Linked DNA regions of Mus musculus: region 1 is linked to region 2. The links are chromatin contacts, called in public HiCAR-type maps. All regions are on one chromosome and are shown on one strand. Each heading gives the region's core, a stretch centred on a gene start, on an enhancer-like site or on the middle of the called end of the contact. The rest is flanking DNA. Distances are from core to core; before and after follow the strand shown.

The links. HiCAR-type assays count read pairs that join an accessible place to other places.
Region 1: a HiCAR-type map of Th17 cells shows a contact between it and region 2, with 3 times the contacts expected there. The contact joins two enhancer-like sites. A contact is called at or near these places in 5 of 115 datasets of contacts at active chromatin or transcription factors (Th17 cells, astrocytes, effector CD8 T cells and 1 more).

Annotation. Positions count from the first base shown.
Region 1 is chr10:96,723,371-96,728,807 of GRCm38.p6, forward strand. It overlaps Gm33897 (a long non-coding RNA gene), which reads left to right. Exons shown (of 3, transcript XR_871979.1): 3 at 4,417-4,554. Among named protein-coding and RNA genes, the nearest start is that of Gm33897, 10 kb to the left of the region's middle. Within about 2 kb of position 1,666, at least 77 of the 459 cell types and tissues checked have an H3K27ac peak or open chromatin away from gene starts, as enhancers often do. A contact at or near this core is called in Th17 cells and effector CD8 T cells, where this site is marked.
Region 2 is chr10:96,270,860-96,275,609 of GRCm38.p6, forward strand. No RefSeq gene overlaps it. Among named protein-coding and RNA genes, the nearest start is that of Gm40747, 14 kb to the left of the region's middle. Within about 2 kb of position 3,327, at least 111 of the 459 cell types and tissues checked have an H3K27ac peak or open chromatin away from gene starts, as enhancers often do. A contact at or near this core is called in Th17 cells and effector CD8 T cells, where this site is marked.

The DNA.
Region 1 (5,437 bases), core at 416-2,915, 450 kb after region 2:
ACTCTAGTCTGTATAGTAAAAGTTACTCTTAAAACTCAGTATCACCAGACACTATGGTTTGGACATTGCTGTCTCTGGTCCTTTAAAGAAGGCTAAGGAAAGGTTCTCCATTCTCTTTTAGAAAAGATGAGATAATATTGGATTGCATGGATATCTGCTTAGACACATAGCCACTTTCTGAAAAGAAGAGAAGAGAAGAAAAGAAAGAGGGTATCAGGTTATGTCTTCTTGTGGGAAGTGCTCGTGTCCCACTTTCTGTGGCTTCGGCTGGGCTCTAGTCCCAGGATGCTCTCTCCATATCCGGGCCTCTTGCTCATGCGCTCCCCAGTTCTTTCTTGTCCATAGTGAGAGACTCAGGGCTGGATCCATCCACAGGGAGCTTTGATGAGAGGCAGGTTTTACATCTTTGAGAATGTCTGCTAGGATTGTTTTGGAACCTGTTGAAGAATGAGGCGAAACAACAAAACAGAGCCACAAGGTAAAAGACGGGAGCCAGAACACACAGGGTGAGCATCCAGTCTTGAGACTACATTTAAAGTCCCAGATCCGCATGCGGCTAAATTCAACTTGTTTCTGGCGTTTGCGCCTAACCCGTAGCAGCCATTTCTTTGTCGCAGGCAGTTTTAGTTGGGTCTGTTTCATTTATAGCCGCTCAGTCTGATTACTAGCCCGGGTGATAGATAGAGCACCTTCTCATTTAAGTTTCACAAAACTCCTTTTACAGAACGGAAGCAGGTTAAGAAAGGGGCAGGCACATGCATGAAGGTCCTTCTAGGAAGAGCAGCAGATCTAGGTCTCAAACTCATTTATGCTTTATTCTAAAATTCCAGGCTCAGCCTACGGGAGTCAGCTAAGCCAGGCCGTTCAGTAACAGCCAGCAGCTTGCATAGCTTGAAGGGTAATTCATTAATTCTTCGAGTGTTTCTCGAAATGCGTTTTGATCTTATTTGCCTGGTCTCCTATCTCTTTTCAGACCAGTCCTCAATTCCCTACCCACGGACACTTTTTTTTTTTTTTTTAATTTTATCTATCAGGACCAATTTGTGCTGTCCAAATAGTCTTGGATATCTGGAGAGTAGCCACTGGAGAGTGGACTACTTTAGGGGGCGGGGTTGGGGGGGGGGAGGGCGCTACATTCTTAAAGAAAAGGACTCTGTTTTCAGGTTTCAACAGCAGTTGACAGACAGTTGCACTGCTGGTCCCAAATGGTTTATTACTAAGCATACTCAGTCTTAGGGGCGGAGTCCTCTCTGCCCCTTCTTCCCCAGCAGGCGCCTTCTCTCCTCTTTCTGGTCTACATTCTGAGTAGCAGGCATTTTAAACAGAAGTTTCCTCAGTAGCTTTTGCCTCCTCAGGATACCTGTCATCTACGGAGGAGGAAACTCCATCGTTAGTACCAATCGTTAGGCTGGGGACTCCACAGATCAGGCTTGGGGACAAGAGTGTGGTCTATAAACCCGATTGAAGAGGTTTTTATTTTCCATGATAAAGTGCAAACAAGGAGACATTAGCTTGACCCCGTTCCCTCCCTGGGTGTGTGCAAGTTTTATAGAGCACAGAGTTCTGTCTTGAAAATGGAAGAGAAGAAGGTAAACACTAGCCTGGGAACTGAGGTGCTGGCTCCAGCTGGGAGGTCAGCTGTGCACCCATGACACCCGAAAGCTGTGATGTGGTAGATAACAACCCCCCACTGCCTGCCACAGCTGAGCTCCTCCCAAGAAGGTGCAGCTCAGCTCCGTGAGACCCAGGAAATGGGTCACTCAGCCACCTTCTTTGTCCCTCTCAGCCTCTTGTTGAAATCCTTGGGGGATGTTTTTGAGAGAGTAAGACGTTCCTTGGAGTTTTGTGAATTGCAAAATGTTCAAAAACAGACAAAGGAAAAGTCACAAGCTTTTTGCATAGAAGGCAGCTGCTTTGTGGACCTGTGGGGTTAGGTAAAGAGATGAGGGGAGACTGGGGCCAGGTGTGCAAACAGTCCAGTCCTCAAAAGCAGTAAATGTAAGTGAAGTGACGGACCTCCCCAGATACTGAGATTTCTGAGAGCTGACTGTCCTCTTCAAAGGGCGAAGCTGAGCAGCCTGGGAATGGCTTTTAGGCTATACATTCATAAGCTTTTCAATGAGCTCTGTCGACAGTGTATCTCTTCCAAGGATATATACCCTTGATAAGGAGTAAAATCTTGCTCCCACTCTCAGGGAGCCAAATCTAATATTAGTTCCTTGTGTCTGAGATCTGGAATGGGTAGGGAGATTAAGAATGATTTCTGTAGGTCTCGTAAAACCAAAGCATTCACTTTTTTTTTTCTTCAATGAGTTGCAAAAGTCCCTCTATTTTGCTACCTAGGAGCCAGCACTCGCTGCTTTCTCAGAGGGCGTGAGTTTCAGTTCTAGCATCCTTACAACCAACCAGGCAGGTGACCTGTCCTCTCTCCAGAAGCATCTTTGGCTCTTAGGGTGTGTAGGCATGTCTCCAAGGCAGGTCAGTTCTCACCCATAGAGAGGGGTATGATATAGCAAGTGGAGAGTAGATTCTTAGGATAGAAATAAGTCTGGGTAGACGTGGTCCACACTGAGGCATCAGCACTAAGTCCTAGCAGATGCTTAAAAAAAAAAAAAAGATTCTGGAGATGTTTGTCGAAGTCTTGAAGACTGAGTTGTTCAAAGAAGAGAACTGCAAAGGCCACTGTAGACCCTTCATATTAAAAACAAAAACAAAATAACTGTCTGTTCAGGTACCCACCATATGTATATGGTAGTGTTCAAGATTCAAAGCTCTGTAAAAGCCCATAGTTTCTTTCAGAGATGAAACAGAAAAAAAAATGCAAATATAGATACTTAAACACACCACACATGCAGGTAGTGCATAGTCTCCTCTTTTTACCAGACAGGTCAATCCAATGCCTATTTACTCTGAGTCATTTAACTAACAATGATGTATGGGGCAAAGCCAATACTTTTCAGACATGGTGCCAGGCATGGAACAAATAATCAGAGCACATCGTTTGTCTTGGAGATGGTCTTGACTTCATAAACACACAAGGGAGGAAATGACCAGCTCTCTCCAGATAGAAGATGTGCCAGGAAATCTTCCCAGAGAAGGTGGAACCTGTGCAGGGGGCATAGAGGTGGTGGTGGTAGTCGTCATGAGATCGTCTTTGTAGAACAGGGCACTAGCTTGACCTAAGGCTCCTTCAGGCCTGCTGCATCTGCATAGTTTGTAATTCACTAGTGCCGACTGAAAGGGAGACGTGATGTGGTATGAATTCATGATCTGACAGCCTCCAAATCATGCATGATTTTAAATGTCTGTGCTTTGGGGATCGGGATGCACCTTAGCCTGTAGAGTGCTAGGATAGTATACACAAACTCTTGGGTTAGTTCTCCAGGACTGTATCCATCTGGCATGGGTACCTCTGAAATCCCAGCACTAGGAGGTTGAAGCAAGAGGGTTAGAAGTTCAAAGCCATCCTCAGCTGTGTAGTGAATCTGAGAGTACCCTGAGCTACCTGGGACCCTGTCTCAAAAGAAGGAGAGAAAAGAGAAAGAAATGTTTTACCTTTCATTTTGAGGAAAAGAACTTTACTCAGCCTGAAACCCCAAACTCATAAACACATAACAGCAGAGAACAGGGTTCTTGGAATTAAAGCACCGGGTGAGGGGGCAGACCGGGTTTTCGTGACGCACACACATGTAGAGCTTATGCTGTAGGAATCCACTTTACAAACAAATGATCCAGAATAATACAGAATAATAATACAGAATAATACAGAAACTAGCAATTTTGAGGGAAAGAAAGAAAGAAAGAAAAAGGAAAGAAAAAAGAAAAAAAGAAAAAAAAAAGAAAGCTCTTCTAGCTTCAGTTTTCAAACGCTTTCTTTTGAGAGCCCATTAGTCATAAAGGTGTTTCCATAGCAAATGTGTGTGGGATGCTCTCAGCATTGCTGGCAATGGTTCAAGGGAACCTCTATCATTACTCCCCCCCCCCCCCCCAGCAGTGTGGCTCATAAGTCCACAGCGCTATTCCACCTTTCCGGTAGGACAAGGTTTAAGGACCTGAAAAAAAGGCAAGGTGAAGACCTGGAGGAGGAGCACAAACCAAGTAACAAAGGGAAGATAAAAGTGGAAATAACAGCTCAGTGTGAATAATAGGAATGCAAATGGTGCTGCTAAAATAGGAAGGAACATTACTTTCCTAAAATGCAAAGCAAAGGAAAAATTGTAGTAACGAAGCGTTTTGCCTGGTGAGATTGTACACTGCGCACACCTCTCCAAAGTGTAGCCACCTACTCGAAGTTTCCCCAGCGTGAGGCTGGCAGGCTGTGAACTTGGTGACTCATTTTAAGAAGGTTTACTACAGAGTTCCAATCTTCTTTAAAAAATAAAAAATAAAAAAAATATCTTTCATGTTTCCTTCCAGTAGCTGCCCTGCTGATGGTCCAAAAATACTCACTGGAGCTAGGAAGAAAAACAAATAACTAGTAAGTGTATGCAAAGATGTCTGGGATTTATTGTTTGGTTAAAAAATATGATGGAAAAATGTATCTGGTTAAAAAATTATGGTGGAAAAAATATATCTGATATGCCAATCTGCATCTAAGAAAAGAAGTAATCAGAATATAAATGTTTTAAATAAAAATACTGTAGGGAAAGTTTATTTATGGGGATGTGAGGAAGTGGGGGAGAAGAGATAGAATTAGAAACCAGAGTCTGACTATAGTTTGTTTTCATTTTGAATTCAAATGCTGTGAATGTTTAATGTGATTATAAAAAAAATTAAGTGTAAAACAAAGTCGTCTTTAAGAAAATTGAAAGCTGAAAAGACTCAACGGGGACCAGATTCTCAAATTGGTGTCACGATCATAGCTAGGAGTTACTGCTCACAGCTAGGAGTTACTGTGATAACATAGTCTATAGAGACAACCTCAGGAAAGAAATATCCTTAACTGTTACGGGAATGTGAATTAGTATAACTGATATGAAAGGACAGCTTGAAGGGTCCTTACAAGACTACAAGGAGAAATAGCTTTTAGCCCAGCAATCTCCTGGCTGTCTTGTACCCAAAGGAAGGGAAATCAGCACATCAAATAAACCTAGCTCTCTTGTGTTTATTCCCCTGCCTTTCACAATAGCAAGATTCAGAGTCAACTTAGATGCCCATCACAGTGATAAAGATGTAGATACACATTGGTATATATGCTTCAGCCTTAAAAAGGACAAAATCCTGACACTTGTGGCCTTGTAAATGAGGTCAAATTATATATATAATTATGTTAAGCAAAAGAAACTTGACACAGAGGGACAAAAGTCACACTCCAAGGCAAGTTTGATTCACAGAATTTCATTCACTGAATTGATTCATAGAAAAAAAAAAAAACAAAACAAAGTAGAGTTGGTGTTATCAGAACAGGAAAAGCCCAGGATGATATTAATGGGAAAAT
Region 2 (4,750 bases), core at 2,077-4,576:
AATCTGTTGGTTGCTGTTTTGTCCTACTGACAGTGTCCTTTGCCTTACAGAAGCTTTGCAATTTTATGAGGTCCCGTTTGTCAATTCTTGATCTTAGAACATAAGCTATTATTGTTCTGTTAAGGAAATTTCCCCCCTGTGCCTGTGTGCCTGAGGCTCTTCCCCACTTTCTTTTCTATTAGTTTCAATGTATTTGGTTTTATGTGGAGGTCTTTGATCCACTTGGACTTGTGCTTTGTACAAGGAGATAAGAATGGATTGATTTGCATTCTTCTACATGCTAACTGCCAGTTGAACCACAACAAAAGGAGGTCAAATGGAAAATGGATACATACTGGAAAGGAAGAAGTCAAAATATTTGGAGATGATATGATAGTATATTTAAGTGACCCAAAAAAATTCCACCAGAGAACTCCTAAACCTGATAAACAACTTGAACAAAGTGGCTGGATATAAAATTAACTCAAACAAATCAGTGGGCTTCCTTTTTTTCTTTTCTTTTCTTTTCTTTTCTTTTCTTTTCTTTTCTTTTCTTTTCTTTTCTTTTTTTTTAGACAGGGTTTCTCTGTGTAGCCCTGGCTGTCCTAGAACTCACTCTGTAGACCAGGCTGGCCTCAAACTCAGAAATCTGTCTGCCTCTGCCTCCCAAGTGCTGAGATTAAAGGTGTGCGCCACCACTGCTCGGCTTCAGTGGCCTTCCTCTACTCAAAGGATAAACAGGCTGAGAAATAAATTAGAGAAACAAAACCCTTCACAATAGTCACAAGTAATATAAAATATCTTGGTGTGACTTTAACTAAGCAAGTGAAAGATCTATATGACAAGAACTTCAAGTCTCTCCAGAAAGAAATTAAAGATCTCAGAAGATGGAAAGATCTCCTATGCTCATGGATTGGCAGGATTAATATAGTAAAAATGGCTATCTTGCCAAAAGCAATCTACAGATTCAATGCAATCCCCACCAAAATTCCAACTCAGTTCTTCATAGAGTTAGAAAGAACAATTTCCAGATTCATCTGGAATAACAAAAAACCCAGGATATCGAAAACTATTCCCAACCATAGAAGAACTTCTGGGGGAATCACCATCCCTGACCTCAAGCTGTACTACAGAGCAATAGTGATTACAAACTGCATGGTATCGGTACAGTGACAAGCAGGTAGATCAATGGAATAGAATTGACCCAGAAATGGTCACTTGATCTTTGACAAAGGAGATAAAACCATCCAGTGGGGAAAAGATAGCATTTTCATGCCTCCTTTTGATCCCTAAACAGTAGACACATTTTGTCCCCAGTTTTTCAAACCTGGTAGTTTCTTTTCCAACTTTTACTGTGTCCTTTTCTTGAGACCTCTGCATCAGATGTTTTCACAGGTGTCCGTTCCTCATTCACTTCTCAGCCCTCTTTCTTTGACCACCCAAAAGAAGGGCCCAATTTTCTGCCACACAGTTATCTTTATTTTCCCTATAGGATTATCCTTAACTTTAAAATTCTTTTTTTTTTAACGCACAACTAATTTATATCATTTTCCTAGGTATTTCCAATGTCTAGAACAATTCAATTTAAAATAAATGTTTGAAAATATTGGTTGAGTGGCTAGAACAAACAAGTGAGCATTCCCATGGTATTTATTCCTCAGGCATAGTCAATGGAAAGGTTTATCTCTATCCATGAAAAGCGTATTAGCTAAGGCATTCCTTACCTATTCTTGAATAACAAATTACCTAGTAAATTTGAGACTAAAATTAAAATCGTATCACTCTTTGTACATATCAAGAAACTGCATATGACATAGTTGGTTATTTTAGTTTAATGTCTTTCATCAAGTTGTGGGCTGTGGATGAGATCTCTTTCAAAGGAACAACTGGGATGATGATAGATCCATTTGAAGATTACTTATATGTTCTTGACAAATCTAGGTCCAGTATCACAGAAGCCTCTACGCAAAGCTTGCTTGTATCACAGCCATGCCTTACTCCAGAATGAATGACCCAATAGAGAGTGTTAGAGCTGTACTCATAGTGAGAGTGGTGATGCTTTCTTAATCCAACTTTGGAGACATTGTGTCACTTCTGCCACAGTGTATTAGAAATACAGCAGTGATTTCAGTGCACAGTCAAGGGAGAGGGGGAAGATTATCAAGGACATGAAGGCTAGGGAGCAGGAGTTGCTGGAGACCATGTGAGAGGAATCCTACCACAATCAAGAGTTCTTGGTCCACATTAACCGTCCAACTCACATAATTTTAAGAGAACAGGATACTTGTAGGTAGAACACGGAAGCATCTCAGAATTGAAAACTGCAACCCAGAACCAAAGGACCCTGCAGCACTGTGTAGAGCACAGTGGTTATCTCTTCTCCGGGACTTCTATTTTTGTTGTTTTAACATCGAAGCTTTCTTTATTTCTCCTTTTTACACATAGATGTTTCTTCTGGGACTCCTTTGCTAGTTTCTTTTCTCATTCCTAGATTTTAAATATCAAAGTGCTGCAGGGATCAGTCTTCAAGCCGCTTCTGTTTTCCTCTGACCCCAGCTCTTAGAGGGTAGCTTAGAGCACTGTACTTTCAGTGGTATTTGCACGCTAAATAATTTCTTTATTAGGACAATTCTGACTGGTGTAACAAATAGAATTTAAAATACTTAATGACTATGCATGGTAGACAATTGTTTTTAGCTGATGGGAAGTGTAAGATGAGTAGTCTGGATCAGTTGACAGGGTCCCTTGAAATGAAAATGTAGGTTTCTTCCATTGGGGGCAGCGGGGTTCTGGGGTCTTCAATTCATAGCTTTAAAGATTCCCATATGTGTTGACAGCAAGCCCAGAAAGCATGGGAAAAGAAAAAGTCTGGAAGCTCAAGTATAAAGGGTTTCTAGTGGGTGAGACCTAACACAGTACTCAGCTTTGTTCATATGATTCAGACTGTGATTCTGTTGTGGGCTCAGATTAAATGACAAGGGTGTCTGGAAGCTTCACTCTAGATCCAGGAAATAGACAGAGGGGTTTGTCTCTAATCACACTTATCATTTTTCGCCATCTTCGCTCATTTCCTCAACTCTTCTCTTTCGTATCAATATATCTGTTACTGATTTGCTACCTAATTGGTACCTGATTGTGTTAACACTCAGTGTGTAAAGTAAGGACAACGGAAGGGGAATGGCATCTCCTGCAATCACTGGCTTAAATATCACAGAGGAGATTTAGTGACTCTGCCTAAGTCACCTGACTTCCTCTTGCCCCAGTCACTGTCTCAGGGAGACGCTTTGTTCTGATTGGTCTTGTCTCCTCTGTTACCAGGAAGACTGAACCTTGCTACAAGCATTCGATGCAGCCACTGGAAATGTTTCTGTGGCCTGAGTAGTTGCCACAACTGGTGCTTCCCTCACAAAGTGTTGACAGCTGTGCAAAACACAGAAGTTGAGGTTTGGCCAGCTATGGTATAGACCTTACCTCAGCAGTTTTATTTGGCTCATGTGACAAACCATACCAGACATTGGCATGCACATATTTTTATTCATTTATTCATTGCTTCTATAGTAAAGAACAGACCTAGGCAGGACCCTGTATGTGAGATGCACACTTCTATTATGATATGCTAGAGAAAATAGGCATTCAGGGAGCATAGCTCATTTTCTTGTGATGCACAAATCATCCAGTTTAGCTTCACCTCAGCTTTGTGACTCAACCTAATTAACATCACTACCTGAATCCATGCGGAGTTTGTGGGGGTTGCTTCTTAGATACCACCATTGGATGAGAATAAAAGCTAAGGTTTCTGTCAGTATACCAGCTAGAGGAAAAAAAAATCACATAAAAGTTCTCTGTTCTCTTTAATGAAGTTTGCCAGGGAGAGTCTGATTTCAAGGCCATTTCCTCTAAGATAGCCATGAATACATTGCACTTACTTATAATTGATTGAAACAGTATCTCCCGGAGCAGCTTCCCCAGAGCAGGCAAACTAGGAGATAGACAGGTAGGTCAGGGGTCTGATGCAGACTTTGATTGCAAATTGGATATTTCTCCGCTAAAAGCACTTTGGCTGCCGACATCAAACTGAACAAGAAAAGCCATCATGGTCTTTCCCCCATGGTATCCAAAGAGTGAAGCTCTCAAAGTGAGGTTTCTCAGGCCCATAGTATCCGTGTCACCTGTACATTTATTAGAGACGTGAATCCTCGAGCCCCACTGCAGTCTTACTGAATCAGAGACCCCGAGGTTAAGGCCCAGACCACTGTGTCACATACTCTGGAGGAGATGTGGTGTCAGCTCAAATTTTAGAACAACTCTTTTGACCATTAATAGTGATTTTTTTTTCCAGACAATGACTAAAATGAAACTTGACCTTTTCTTGGCTCTACATTTCTGTTGGTATTTTATCTAGAAGTGAAAGTGGTTTTGGTGCAGTTAATATCCCACTTCTAACAACTTCGACCACAAGGAATAAGAAAAACCTGAGCATTGCATGCAGCCGGTATTTCATCTTAAACCTGGTAAAACTATACTTGATGTTTAAGCAAACCTGCCCCTACCAGCTCTTTGAGTAGAAGGACATAGTTTTCGCTTTGCTCTCTATTCTTCCAACCACTCTCCAAAACACAAAGACAGCTCCAGAAAGCAGAAACCCAGAATGGCCTGGAAACTTTTCAAGACCAAAGATTCAGTTAGGTTAAGCTGTAGGACTGAACTGCATCTAACATTATAGCTGCCATTTCTTGATATTCGCTCAACAGCAACTGCCACCTACCTCTGT